2 separate regions of the Gossypium hirsutum genome follow, and region 2 is linked to region 1. A link is a contact called in public Hi-C data. All regions are on one chromosome and are shown on one strand. Each heading gives the region's core, a stretch centred on a gene start, on an enhancer-like site or on the middle of the called end of the contact. The rest is flanking DNA. Distances are from core to core; before and after follow the strand shown.

What was found. Hi-C and Micro-C count contacts between places; a contact is called where the count stands out from the background.
Region 2: a Hi-C map of hypocotyl shows a contact between it and region 1, with 4 times the contacts expected there. The contact joins the promoter of LOC107910327 here to the promoter of LOC107910331 in region 1. A contact is called at or near these places in 11 of 34 Hi-C or Micro-C datasets (callus, hypocotyl, leaf and 1 more).

Annotation. Positions count from the first base shown.
Region 1 is chrD02:16,501,597-16,508,523 of Gossypium_hirsutum_v2.1, reverse strand. It overlaps LOC107910331 (putative lipase YDL109C), which reads left to right and starts at 4,759. Exons shown (of 11, transcript XM_016838154.2): 1 at 4,759-5,213; 2 at 5,302-5,369; 3 at 5,857-5,927; 4 at 6,137-6,412; 5 at 6,668-6,828; 6 at 6,922-6,927. The coding sequence starts at 5,053.
Region 2 is chrD02:16,666,570-16,674,295 of Gossypium_hirsutum_v2.1, reverse strand. It overlaps LOC107910327, which reads right to left and starts at 3,202. Exons shown (of 3, transcript XM_016838148.2): 1 at 2,753-3,202; 2 at 2,600-2,686; 3 at 1,190-1,501. The coding sequence starts at 3,202. The coding sequence ends at 1,355. It also overlaps the pseudogene LOC107910328 and the pseudogene LOC121214644.

The DNA.
Region 1 (6,927 bases), core at 3,510-6,009:
GATAATTATTTTGTCCTTGTGGTTAATTGCTATCTAGGTCCTCAAGTCTTTTCTTAATTAAAACTCTATAGCAATTGAACTTTTACAAGATCCCTGAGCTTTAATTAAATAATTTATTGGCTAAATTACTTGACCATTCTTTATCATGTTCTCACACTAACTCGTAAATAGTCCTATTTTATATTTATGGACTTGATTTGCAAAAATGGGGTTTTGAAACCACATTTTTTACTACAACTGAAAACTAAGTCGTTACGTAAATTTTAAACATTCATGTTCTCAATTTTGATTTTGATTTTGTTTGTTTTTTTTGTTATTATTATTTTTTCAAAATGATATTATGTGTTCTTTTTAAATTTTTTATAATACTTTTTTTTTATTTTTCTAAAAGATAGTAGACGAAAAAAAATATATGGATTTATGAAAGCATGAAGGAAAGAATACAACCACACTTCCTTTTTAGTGGTAAGCCACGATTCATATTGTTGTAAATAAACCTAACTTGAATTAACGAGCTGTGTTTCATGTTCATTTGTTTAATTTTAATTTTGCTCATATAGAGTTTATATGTTTGTTAAAATTTTCAAATTCGTATTTATATTCTATTATTAAATTATTTGTGTTTATGTTCATTCTTTGAGGTTAAATGAACTTATTCATTAGTACTAAACAAAGATTTTTATAAACATTAAACAAACATGTTAATAAATATGTTCAAAAATATGTAATTGAACAAGGTCATAAACAATGCCCATAATTATAAACAAGCAAACAATAAATAAACACAGACACACACACACATATATATAAATATTTTTTTAAATATAAAATGATCAAATATAAATATTAATAATTATATTATAAATAAAATAAGCACACTAAAAATAATATTATTAATTATATAATATTCAAATGATAAATGAGTTTTAAATAAGCTTTAAATAAACATAAATGCTGGTGTTCAAGTTGTTTAATAAAGGCTTAATTCTGTATTAAGCCCTTGAAGTATACTCATTTTTCCACTTTGATATTTATCTTAAATTGGTATTTAAAAGATCAACTTCTTCTATTTTTGGTCCATTTTGTAGCCAATGTTAAAAATAACTGTTAGGCAACTTTGACAAATGAAAAGGTGCCACATGGCATATTTTGGCTGATGAAAATGTGCCATGTGGTAATTAGGTTAATTTAAAATAAAAATATTAAATAAAAATTAAAATATAATATTAAATATTTAAATATAAAGAACTTTTGACTTTGACCTAATGTTGACTAGCATTGATATGCCACATGGCGCTATTAGAACATGCCACATGTCCTTTTTTAAAGTTTTGTTTTAGTATTTTCCATAATATTGATTAAAAATGTAAAAAATCTTATATAAAATATAAATTTTTTAAAAAGTTTAAAAATAATTTTTTTATAAAATTCTAAAATATATAATTATAAAATTTGAAAATTCAAAATAATATATAAAAAATGGAAAAATGTTATAAAATTTTTAAAAAAATATTTAAATTTTAAATAATTGAAAAAAAATTTAAATTTAAAAACCTTTTTAGAATTTTATAAAAAATATTTTTAAACCTTTTTTAGTTTTTTACAATTTTACAATTTTTGTAATAATATTATTTATTTCAACAAATTTCTTTTCAATTATCGTATTCTTTTTGTAAATTTTATTTTTATAATTTTTTATGATATATATTTTTTAGATTTTATATTTTTTTGAATTTTTATATATTCATTTCTATTTTTTATATTTTTTTAATGTGTATATACATTTAATAAAAGAAAGTATTTACTTTTTTAATAAAGACGCCATGTGACGCTTTGTGATTGACTATAAATTTTTTTTAACATTTGTCAAAAAATAAACTAAAATATATATTGGAGGCACACTTTAAGTACCAAATTAAGACAAAAAAAGGGTTTAAGTATTAAAGTGCGAAAGTATATATACCTTAGAGGCTAAATCATAAATTAAACCTTTAATAAACAAGGCTCGAAATTATGTTTATGTTTGTTTTACTATTTATGAAGAAAAATCTTTTTAAATTTCGTAACTAATCTTTCCAATGATATTATATTTAGGATTCGAATCTAAATTTTTCTCCTTATTTCACCGAATATTTGTTGATTGTGAATGAATAATTTTAAGTGTAAAAATGCTTTTTTTTCTCCCACAACAATTTTTTTTTTGTCAATAAGCTTTGTTTTAATAAAAAATTGGTATGGAAATTGGTTAATATAACTTTAATATATTGTTGAGACATTTGCTACAGATTTTTTAATTCCCGAACATTTGATTTCTTTCAGAGAAGGTCGTTTACGATTTTAGATATTTCATGTATTTTTTTTCCTCCTTGTAATTTTATGGTTTTATAATTTTTATTTAATATATAATAAAATAATTTACTTCAAAAATAGGGTAAATTCCCATTAGCCACTCTAAAATTAGGGTAAATTACTAACCAGTCACTTTAAATAGAAATTATTTCTATTTTGATCACCCAAAATTTTTTTCGTACAAATGCATCCTGAACATTTTATTATTATTTAACGGTAGAGTGATCAATTTGATTAGTTTATTTTTTAAATAACCAAATTAATAAAAATTTAAAATAATCAAAATAAAAATAACCTTATTTAGAGTGACTAACTATGTAGTTTACTGTAAAACATATATAACCTTAGTGTTTAAAGTTGAGTGCCAAAATATGTTGCTTGGCCCTTCAATATATGCAAGTATGATATTGAATTAAAAAGAAAAAAAAATTCAGATGCTAATTTCTTATATTTATTTCTTTTTCTATATAACAAGTGAATTTTTTTGATATAATGATAAATTTAGTTTTTAATATATTTTTTTTATCATTTTGATCCCAATTTATTTATTTTTATTATTTTGGTAATTTACTTTTAAAATTTAGTTAAATTGTTTATTTTTAAATGGGAAACTTAACTGGACCATTGAAATTTTAACAATACTGATATAATTATTTGTGTGGCAATCCATGTATATTTCATAAAAATTAAAATTTCAACAAGTTTAAAAAAAGATTCACAATTTTTTTTAAAAAAAAATTGTTAAAGTACACAAAAAAAGTTGTGTTACCTATTATGCCAATAACAGTAAAATTTTAATAACCGAGTGAATTTTTCTATTTCATAAAATGTAATTGGAATAAAATTTAAAATTAAACATTTACCCATTAATTCTTTTGGAAACAACCCATGTAGTTGATGACAAGAAGTGAGAATGAATGGATGATTGGTGAAAGACAGATGTTAAATGGTTTCTAGAAAGGTTATCTATGTTGGAATGTTGATAACTCTTGCCATTGACCAAAAAAGGTTGGAGGACTTCTAGATAGCTTGACATTAAGGGGCATAGACCTAGGACCATACACATTTGATTTTTCAACATTAATTAATTTATTTTCTTAATCTTTTTACATATGAATGTATGTTCCATTAGTACAGACTTGCACAAAATATATATTAATTGCCTGGCTTGAAGAATAATATTATTTGGTATTGTATCATTTCCAACCTAATTTAAAGTTAGAACATAGCATATAATACCATATTCACATGTATGCCATTTGAAAACAGAAGTTGGTGCTTCCATGCTTTTGGTATTTAATATTCTTATGCCACAAAGATATATGTATAAAAAGTTAGTTAAAACATAGCATTATTCTAATTATAAAAATATGTTATTTTTTAATACGAATTATTAATATAATAGTTTATCCAAGTAAATGATTTGTATTTAAGTTATTAATTTTGATTTTTACAAAATTTTTAAAATTGAATTGGTACTCAAATTAATCACGTTACTGGTTCATGATTTAATTGTTGCAATCGGTTCAATAAAAATAAATTATTATAAAATTATAAAATAAGATATTAAAAATTCAATTCAATCGTTTTTTTTATTCGGTTCGCATTGATTTTTGAGTCAACGATTGAAAATCCCTCTCCAAATTGATATCTCGATTGGTTCTCAATCCAACCGTTCAACCTGGTCTAGTTCAAGCAAGCTTAGACTTTTTAATAAATCATCCAATAAAAAAATATATGATATTTTAAATACAAGTGTAATACATCAAAATAATAATATAATACAATTGAACTTTAACTTAATTTGAGCGAAGGGTTATAAATAAAAACAGTCAATTATCAAAACGATTAGTTTTAATTAAATAAATTATTAAAAATTTATAAAAATTTAAAAAATTATAAACTTTAATTAATAAAATTTAATTGACTCACAAGTCAATCGATTATTTGTATTGCTTCGGATAGGTATCTCAATATTAATTGATTCTTGTCAATAATCTCTTGGTTCAGTGACAAAATCATTTATAAAAATTGAATTCAATTCTAAATAAACTTATTCCCCTTTTTCAATTATCAAAAGCAAATATGGAGTAAAAATTAAAATAAATTTGGTAATTAAAAAATAGCCATCCGAGTTGAAAGAAACGAGGCTCTAAAATTTGAAGACAAAAGTTTCCGAAGATTAAACCTGTCAATTTCTCTGTCTGCTTTTAGAAGAAAAAATCATGATTGAAGCACAAAAACAAATATACTTAGAGGATGACGATTTTATCCTCAACCCATCAGCCGATGGAAACAAATTTATCCCGTAATAAAACCATAAAATCAAGGGCAATGGCTTAAAATGAAAGAGAGGGGACCAGCGGGTCGCCCCATTTAGCTAACAAACCCGTAACTACAAAAACCGCCCGCCCTCACCATCTTCATTGCCCCCCTCTTCACTTCTTTAAATCCTGGCTAGCGTATTTTGACTCCCTCCATTTTTCTCATTATCAAAACCCAACGCAAAAATCTAGCTTAATACAACACTTTAAGATCGTTTCTTATTACCTTAGCTCTGTTTTTAAGCTTCAAAATGGCGGATATGGAGGGAGATTGTAGAGGAGTACCGGAAAGGAAGTTGATGTTGCTGAAGAGATCAAGGTTAGGGAAGACAATATTACTAGTAATAAGATACTGAATCAGCAGGAGAAAAAGAAGAAGATGAAGACAAAAAAGAATAGGAGATCATTGAGTTTCCCGAGATTTGGATGCTTGAGAACGAAATCCCACGAGAACGGAGGTGTCGATATGGAAGTCCAGTTTCAGGGAGAGCGTAACAATCCTACTCATCTAGTTATCATGGTTAATGGCATCATTGGCAGGTTAATCTCGGTTTTAATCGTTTTTTTTATTAATGTTATTTATGTGTTTCGAACTGCTTGATTGATTTTTGGATTGGTATCTTTGCAGTGCTCAGAATTGGAGATTTGCAGCGAAGCAGCTTTTAAAGAAGTATCCTGAGAATGTTATTGTTCATTGTGAGTACTTCGGTACTCCATTTTTTTTTTGTATGTATTAACTGTGATTATGCTAAATGCTAATTAGTTTCAAGTTAATGATTTACTCATCTCACCCTTTTCTTCTTACAAAGTTATTTTTTTTGAACTGTTTCATAATTAATCTCTAATATAATTTCATAAGTAGTCTGCTAAGTAATTTGGAGTCTTATACTCCAATGCTGTTGAATTAATTTAACCTGGGTTAGACTTTAGATCTATCCGAAGTTATAAGTAGATAAGTCTCACCAATGACTGATCCAGGATTCAAATTTTGATTGTTATTCATCAAATTGTGTTATTTTCTTATTTAATATTTTGCTGGATTATAACCATCCTAATTAATTGGTGAAGTGAACGCAAGACCCATTCACTAAATGAATATTCGTGATAATGAGTTAATGATATTGTTGATGAATTTCATGGTGAAATAAGTACTGAATGGTTAATGACTAAATGCGCAATGCAGGCAGTGAGCGCAATTCTTCAACGTTGACATTTGATGGTGTTGATGTAATGGGCGACAGATTAGCAGAGGAGGTATGTGTGCTATCAATTTTATTTATCTTCAATAAGGTTCATTATTCATGATTGCAACTCAGATTATTTTCCAATTTTGCTAACTGCCGCTTACCGTTGATATATTATTGTTCTGTAGTTTGATACTCTGTACTTCCATTTTTACCATTTATATATATATATATATTTGGCAGAAACCATTTATATTAATTTAAGTTTACCTTTTTCAGGTCAAACATGTCATAAGCTGTCACCCAAGTGTTCAGAAGATTTCTTTCGTTGGTCATTCATTAGGTGGCCTTGTAGCAAGGTATGCCATTGCGCGGCTTTATGAACAAGACCTAACTCAAGAAACTTCTCAAACAAATGGAGATTGTGGAACTGACCATTTGGGAGATAAAGATTTATGCCCTGAAGGGCAATTAAAAGGCAAAATTGCTGGACTAGAGCCCATGAATTTCATTACATTTGCAAGTCCACACCTCGGGTCTCTGTGGCATAAACAGGTAGTTCATTCATGCTCCAAGAATTATTGGATAGATTTCTTTTCCTCACTATTTGATGATGAAATGCATTTTTGAAGTTTAGTCTTCAATTAAGTTCTGATTGAGACTACTGATTTATCTTCTGTGCAGGTATGCAATAGAATGCAATTGAGTGATAACGTTGAACAATGAAGTCTTTGACCATTGAGTATGTGTTAACACTTTTTACATTACAGGTTGGTAATAGTATTCTTGTCATGGCTTTGCATTATTCAGGTTCCATTGTTCCGTGGCTCCCGTGCACTTGAAAAATTTGCTGCTCGAATATCATGGTTGCTTGGTAGAACTGGAAAACATTTGTTTTTGACTGATGGAAAGGATGGAAAACCACCACTTCTTCTTCGGATGGTCAACGATTGTGAAGATCTTAAATTTATGTGAGTTTTTGCAAGATTCCTTTGTTATTTTAAAGCATGAGAGAGTGGATGGTAAATTGCAGGCTCATATCTGTATTTTTTCTTTAAATGCAGCTCTGC
Region 2 (7,726 bases), core at 1,953-4,452, 170 kb before region 1:
CAATGCAAACCTGAAGATGTTACGGTCGGTCCCACCGAAAGCGTCGGCGGCAACGCCTGAATATGTGGCCGACTTGGAGGCTCGACTGAACCTGAGTATCTTATCGATGGATGATCCCGTTAGCAAATAGACGAATATGATTACGAATAGACTCGGGATTAGGTCCAACTGATTGACGGTGGCTGGGAGCACCATGATCCCGGCTCCCACAACAGTGGTCAAGAGGTTGAAAATGGCTCTTGAAGTTGAAGCCCCATCGAAGCCGACTTCGGGAGTCTCGAGTACTCAGTAGGCCTGCTTTTGAGGGAGGAGAGCCTCTCCTCGGGGACTCCGTCAGTGTTTACGGTCTGAGAAGGAGGGCATAATATTCATTTTCATCACTTTGGTGGTTAAAGCCGTTGAATGAGGCCGTAAAAGAAGAAGAGACTTGGGAAGTTTTTGAAGATTTCGTCCGTCACGGCCTTTCTTTTTGGTGTAATTTTATAGATCAAAAGGGAAAGGCTCCAATAACACAATGGTTACGGGAAGTACAAGGAAAGCGAATGGCGACTTGACACCTATAAACCAATGACTTCATCTCCCTACATGAAGTAAAAAAAACAAAACTGGGCTTTTGGTTGCTCAAAATGGAAGATTCATTAAATCTTCCTGGAACTTCTTCCTCTTTTAGTAAAACTGCATTCTGGTTTTTTTTTTTGGTTCAATTATTAAATTACATTTTGTTTTACCAAGAAAACGAGAATTTCATTGGTGTAAATTATGTTTTTTCTGCTATTTGAGAGCCTTTTTTAGCTTTCAGTTCGCAACAGCTAGGCTAACCATTAAAGAGTCCATAAATAGATCATTGTCCTTCAGCCAACCCTATTTTGCTTGTGGGTGGGTTAATAATTAGTTAATTCAAGTACCAAACCCGGGTGGTATGTTCACCCTAGCTTTCAACAACGCTGTGGTTTGAATCTAAAGCACCTGCACTGCACTTTACCATTCCACCCACAAGCAAATTGCCATCCATAAAGTAGGGGAAAAAGGACTGAAATTACCTCGTAAGTTAAAGATGGATCAAGGGTTTCATCATATAACTTGGGTCTCTGACATTTTCTCAAAGTAACTTCATGCAAGATGCCATAGCATGGTAATGTGCTACTGTCAATATTTAACTAATATCAGTGGGTTAACCATACTAAAATAGTTAAATCCAACACAAGGAATTTCAGGCTGCATTCCATGCATGTATGCCAGATATATGACCAAGGCACAACATCACATTGATAAAGTGTTAGCATCAAGTAAACAAGATTAATACTTGGCCATGTTAGAACTCACAAAAGTTTCCATCATCTTGCACATAGATAATTCAATGTTTTCTCTTTCTTTTGTTGCTTCCTTTGATCTTGTTGTCCGGAGCTGTCTGTGAAGACTGCAACTTTACGCCTACAGCTGAACTCCACAAAGCCCTTTCTACATCCGAAGGTTTGAAGGAGTCACCCATTGAACTTAGTTCCTGTAATAAGAAACATAGATCATCCTTTTCAAAAAGGTATTTCCTGGATCAGGCACATAGATGAATGATTAATTGATCCTTCCCCATAACAACATGCATTACATTATGAGAAAATATTCTTGTTAGCCTATGAATAAAGCCAACAAAGGTGCATAGAAGGGGCACAGACTGAGGACGAAGTGAAAAATTTATCACTTGTCAACATCAAGAATTCAGCATCTTTCCTTAATCAATTTTATCACTGGTAGGCTATTAATTTTAGGTTATAAGCAGTATAGCCAAAACTTCAGTGGCTTCTACACTGATTGAATAAGTTCTTCAAACAAACATACAATGGGCAAAGGTTCCAATGGATATTAACAACTAGAGAATACTAGAGTTGCCTTGTTGTTCCTTAAGGAATATGATAGTGTTGCCCAGTCAAAACGCAATTAGCCAAGAATCAGAAACAAGGAAAACTAGAGACGGATTAGGATCACCTATCAACAACATAAAACATTCAATAGAAACAAAACAATAAGACTAGCATCAGAAAGCTACAAATTCAGTGAGACAACAATGAAGCTTCAGAACAATATAAAGTGACCATTGATCAGCTATCAACTATGAAAACAATGAGTTCAGGAAAAGAAAGAAAGAACACTTGTGGTCCTGACTCCTGAAACTAAGTTTTCGTCAAGTAATTTCCCCTGCAAACACCATTTTGGGGAACCATGCAAAGAGGTGTGCTCAATCAAAATAAGCAAAAGGAAAATGGAAACGAACTTCGTAACATGAAAATGAAAGAGATTCTGTCAATGGAAACTAAGTTCCACCTAAAATGTACAGAATTGAACTTCCAACAGGCTCCACAAGAAAAAATATCAACATCTTAAATAGCAAAAGTTAACTAGTTCTAAGCCTAACCGATACCATCTGTAATAAGCTAAGTACTTTTTAAATATTTCTTATTAAACTGCCATTATACTAACTTGAAAACTACTAGCATATTTTAATTGCACAATATTGATCAACATCATCAAGACAAAATACAAGTAAGGATCATGCCAAAAGAACTACAATAATAACTCAAATAGAATAGAAAGGAACCTCACCAACCTTAGATTTGCTCTGTAGTTTTTCCACAAATAACAAGTATTGTTTTAACGAATAATCTTTGGAGCTTCCAAGCGCAGCCACCATAGCCTTGAATATAAATTAAAAGTCATATCAAATAAAAAACCAATAAAGAAAGATTGGAGAGGCAGTTACCTCGTCGGACATAAATGGCGCCGTTTCAGGAGCGTAGGCGGCGAGAACAGCGGAGGCAGTAGCGGGGCCGACTCCTTTCAAAACCGTAAGCTGGGAGATGGCTTTGGAGATGTCGGGAAGGGAGAGGAAAGCCTTTTGAGAAACGGATTGGACAGAAGAGTCGTCCAAAGAGGAAACAAAGTTTAACAAACGAGGCCTCAATTTGCCGCGAGTGAGCTTCCACTGCATGAGGCGGGAGAGTTCGGCGGTGGTAATGAAAGGGTTAGGGTTTCGTTGGCGGAGAAGAGAGGGAAGATCGTGGGTGTAAAATTCGTCAAGAGAAATCAAATTAGGCTTGTTTAGAGATTGGATTCGAGATTTGTAGGAGGAGAGAGCTTCTTTCCAAATGCTCAAATCAGTGCACTCAAAATCCAGTTCCTTTGGGGAAATATTTCCTATCAACTTAGGCAGTTAATCCCTCCATTTAGTCGAATCAGGTCTTGACAATCCAATTTTAGAATTCAGAAATAATTTTTGCATGTTACAGTAAATTTTGATGCATAAATATATTTATTTTTTCAAAATAAATATTATTTTAATTATTTAATTTTACGTCATGTTTTCGTCCCCTATTTATAAAATACTCATATTACACCATGTTTAGTTGGGTGTATTGGCTAATCGGTGGGTCCCGCTTAATCCCTCTCTATTCCTATGTTTGGTTCATGGTATTGCTAATACCATTGTAATCGGTTACTGATTTAATCGGTGGATTTCACCGATTTGTAATCCTTCCATTTTGCCCAGATTAGGCGCCGCATAGGTTTACCATCCCTGTTATACCCTCTCATCTGCTTCCCCTTTGTTTCTCTTCTGTTCCTTCTAGCCTCTGCCGATTTGCTCCCTCCGTTTCTTTTCTTTTCTTTTCTGCCCTCTGTTTATTTTCTTTTCTTTTCTACCGATTTGCTCCCTTTGTTTCTTCTCATTTTCTTTTTTGCCGATTTCTGAGTTAGTGCAACTGAAAGGTAGGTTTCTAACTCTCTGTTAACCTTGTTACTGTCTTTTATTTTTTCTGCATGTAAGCAGATTCGAAACATGTTAAATCTGCTGTCTATAAACTTTAGCCTTTATTCTTAACTGCTTTGAGTGGATTAAACATTTTTTGTTTGGTTTAAGATTGATTCGTATCGATTTGTTCTGTAATTATCGATCTTTGATATTCATTCATGGATGATTTAAAAATGTTCCTTCTAACTTACTGGTTGCATTTATGGGTCTCCCTCTTTCATGGTTCTGTTTGGTGTTGCAAATTTTAATGCATTACCTGTGCTCTGTGAATTTTTGTTTTCCATTTTGTTATTTATGTAATGGGAAATTTGAGGAAAGTGAATTGGGGCTTCCCATACTGAAAAGGGGCATACATGGTCAATCAACTGCCAATTTTTCTTTTTATGACAGTTCTTTTTCCCTTTCTTTTCTTTCCTCTTTGTATGGGATTCACAACATTTGTTGGTGGTAAAATGTGGTTACATGGTCTTACAAATATGTTACTAGTAATTCATTTTGAAATTAATGTGCACAAGAAGATTAATGCTTGTTTGTCTTTCCTATCAACTACCAATTTCTTTTTTATCCATACTCTTGACCATGGCATTGGGCCGTACTTCTTGTTGCAAGGATGCTGGAAGGCTGAATTGTGGCTATAAATTGTTTTGGTCACCCCAGTGAGTGGTGAAGCTAGTTAACGAGTCTTTAGTTAACAGTAACATTACTATCTGTCGGTGAAAGGATTATGTGGAAGAGTATGGTCTTGTACACATGCACACTAATTTAAGATTTTAGTTTCAATTAAGTTATCTAGGTGATGGATATTTTTATCTGCTTTCATGCTTGAAAGAATGCTGATATATGGTATTGTGTTTAATTTATTTATTTTATCATGTAGCTAAGGAATCTATTGTGGGCTACATCAAAGCACGATGTGTACCTCATGCAAAACTACTCGGTAATGCATTGGTCATCACTACTACGCAAGGGCAAAGAAGTGTTGAATGTGGCTAAGCCAATTGTTCCCAACCTGGTTAGTGAATATGGCCATGATTAATTTAATTTGACTTCTGCTGCTTTGTTTGAAGAGCAGTTGAGATAAACTTTGTATTTTGATATGTTTGTAGAAACGACAATCTCAGCAACTCTCTAGGGTGCAGATTAGCACCATGGCAGTTAAAGAAAATTTAATGGTGGCTGGTGGTTTTCTGGGGGAGCTTATTTGCAAGGTATCTGTTTGCTTGTTTGACAAATGTTTATGGGATAAAATATTATGTTTGCAATTTGGCTCATGCTATTGAGAGTATTTTTCTGCTTGGGCAGTATATAAATCAACCGGGGGTGACATTCTCCACAAAAGTAACCACTGATGATAATGCAATCACTAATGCGGTGGATGTGTATCTCAATCCTAGGTGAGAAATATTTTGATCCTTTTTGAGCAGTCTAACAAAGAGAAATATTTTGGTTATCTTGAGCAATATATTACTTTGACTACATTTTAAAATAAAACTGAATCTTCTTTATTTCTGCAGTGGTGCAATGAGAGTTATGGCTACAAATAACGATGCTCAAATCAGAGTTTTTGATGCCGAAACTTTTTCAACCTTCAACCGGTTCTCATTCGACAGGTCTGTAAATTTAAGTGCTAGTCTTCAAATGCTTGCTGTAGAATTCCATTTTTCGGGTGTTTTTCTTACTTTTATGGTTGTCTTCTCTTAACAGAATACCTCTGTTAGTCCAGACGGGAAGTTGCTTGCAGTTCTTGGAGACAGTACCGACTGCCTAATTGCCGATGCTCAGTCTGGCAAAGTATGTCACTCTTGCTGGACATCCAAATAAATGGTGCGTTTTGAGGTTTAAATCTTGTTGATGTCTAATTTATTTTGTACAATGCTGCAGGTCACTGGCACCCTAGAGGGACATTTGGACTATTCTTTTGCTTCATCTTGGCACCCTGATTGGAACATTCTTGCTACTGGGAATCAGGACACAACTTGCAGATTGTGGGATGTAAGAAAACCATCCCAGTCCCTAGCTGTATTGAAGGGAAGAATGGGAGCAATTAGAGCTCTCAAGTTCACATCAGATGGTCGATTTCTTGCCATGGCTGAGCCAGCTAACTTCGTTCATGTCTTCGACACCAAGTCCGGGTATGTGAAGTGCCAGGAAATTGACTTTTTTGGTGAGGTTGCTGGAATATCCTTTAGCCCAGATACAGAATCGCTCTTCGTTGGTGTTGTTGATCGCACTTATGGCAGCTTGTTAGAGTTCAACCGCAGGCGACATAACTAGTATTTGTATTCCATATTGTAAAACCTAAGGTGAAGCCAATATCTATAGAGACGAATGATTGTGAATATTTAAGGGATGGGTTAAAAATCGCCTGGGATGATTGGGTTCTATTATATAACTTTTCGAGCTAGAGTATAAATTTAACTGCTTTGAGTGGATTAAACATGTTTTGTTTGGTTTAAGATTGATTCGTATCGATTTGTTCTGTAATTATCGATCTTTGATATTCATTCATGGATGATTTAATAAATTGCATGTGGTTGTTAACATTTCATGTTAGAATTGTGGTAATTTTTTCTGTAATCTGCTGTTTAAAAGCTTCAGCCTTTGTTCTTGATTGCTTTGACTTTGATATAACGTATTTTGGTTTAAGATTTCCTTATATCAATTTATTGGGTAATTTTCAAGCTTTGATAGTGATTTGTTGGTAATTTTCGAGCTCTGATATTCGTTCAAGACTGAATTAGTAAAATCCATGCGTTTGATTTGGTAATGTTTTCTATAGTCTGCTGTTTAAAAGCTTCAGCCTTCATTCTTGACTTGCTTTGACCCGATAAAACTTTTTTGATTTTGGTTTAAGATTGGCTTGTATTGATTCATGGGGTAGTTTTTGAGCTTCGATATTTCATTCACGAGTGACATTGTAAATTCCATATGAATAAGAGAGTTGCGATTGGAAGTTCTTTTAAATGTTTTCCACCTTCTGCAGTTTGAAAGCTTCTGTTTTTATTTTCATTTTGTTGATCTGATCAACATGTTTGATTTTATTCTATGGTCAATTGATATTGGTTCCTTATATGGCCCTTGTTTGATATTGGTTCCTTATTAATTATAATATATTTAATAATAATTATATTTAAATATGATTAAATTATTTATTATTGATATTAATAATCTTATTAAAATTTAAATAACAATAACAATAATAATTTACCAAAACAAATTTTTGCTAATTATTAAGAATTTTATTAAATTATATATTTTAATTAAAATATATTTAATAATAATTATGTTTAAATATGATTAAAATATTTATTATTGATAATAATAATCTTATTAAAATTTAAATAACAATAACAATAATCATTTACCAAAACAAATTTATGCTAAGGGTATTCTAGTTATTTTAGTTTTTTCCATTATGCTATTACACCTCTATTCCATTCAACCAAACACAAGATTATTATTACGCCTCTATTCCATTACATTCAACCAAACAGTTGATTTGCTATTACACCTCTAATCCAATACACCTCTAATCCAATACACTTCTAATCCAATACACCTCTAATCCAATACAGCGAACCAAACGCACCCTTATTTCTATATCATACTCTTGTTATATCCATATGTTAAGTGTATTATATAATTTTCACATCTTAAAAATTTCTGGTACATTGTGTATATGTGTTGTGTTTATGTTATTTTCTATTGTATTTTATTTTATATAATTTATTATAGCGACTCATTTAAAAAAAAAAAAGATTTTTGTATCCATGTTGTATTAAGTTATCTCATATTTTACATAATTTATTATATTGATTCAATTTATATATAAAAAAACACTCATTTTGTGTTTGTATTTTTTTATACAATACCTACAATTACTTATAACTCCTTTAGTGCACTTAAACCCACTTCCTCTTACATTGA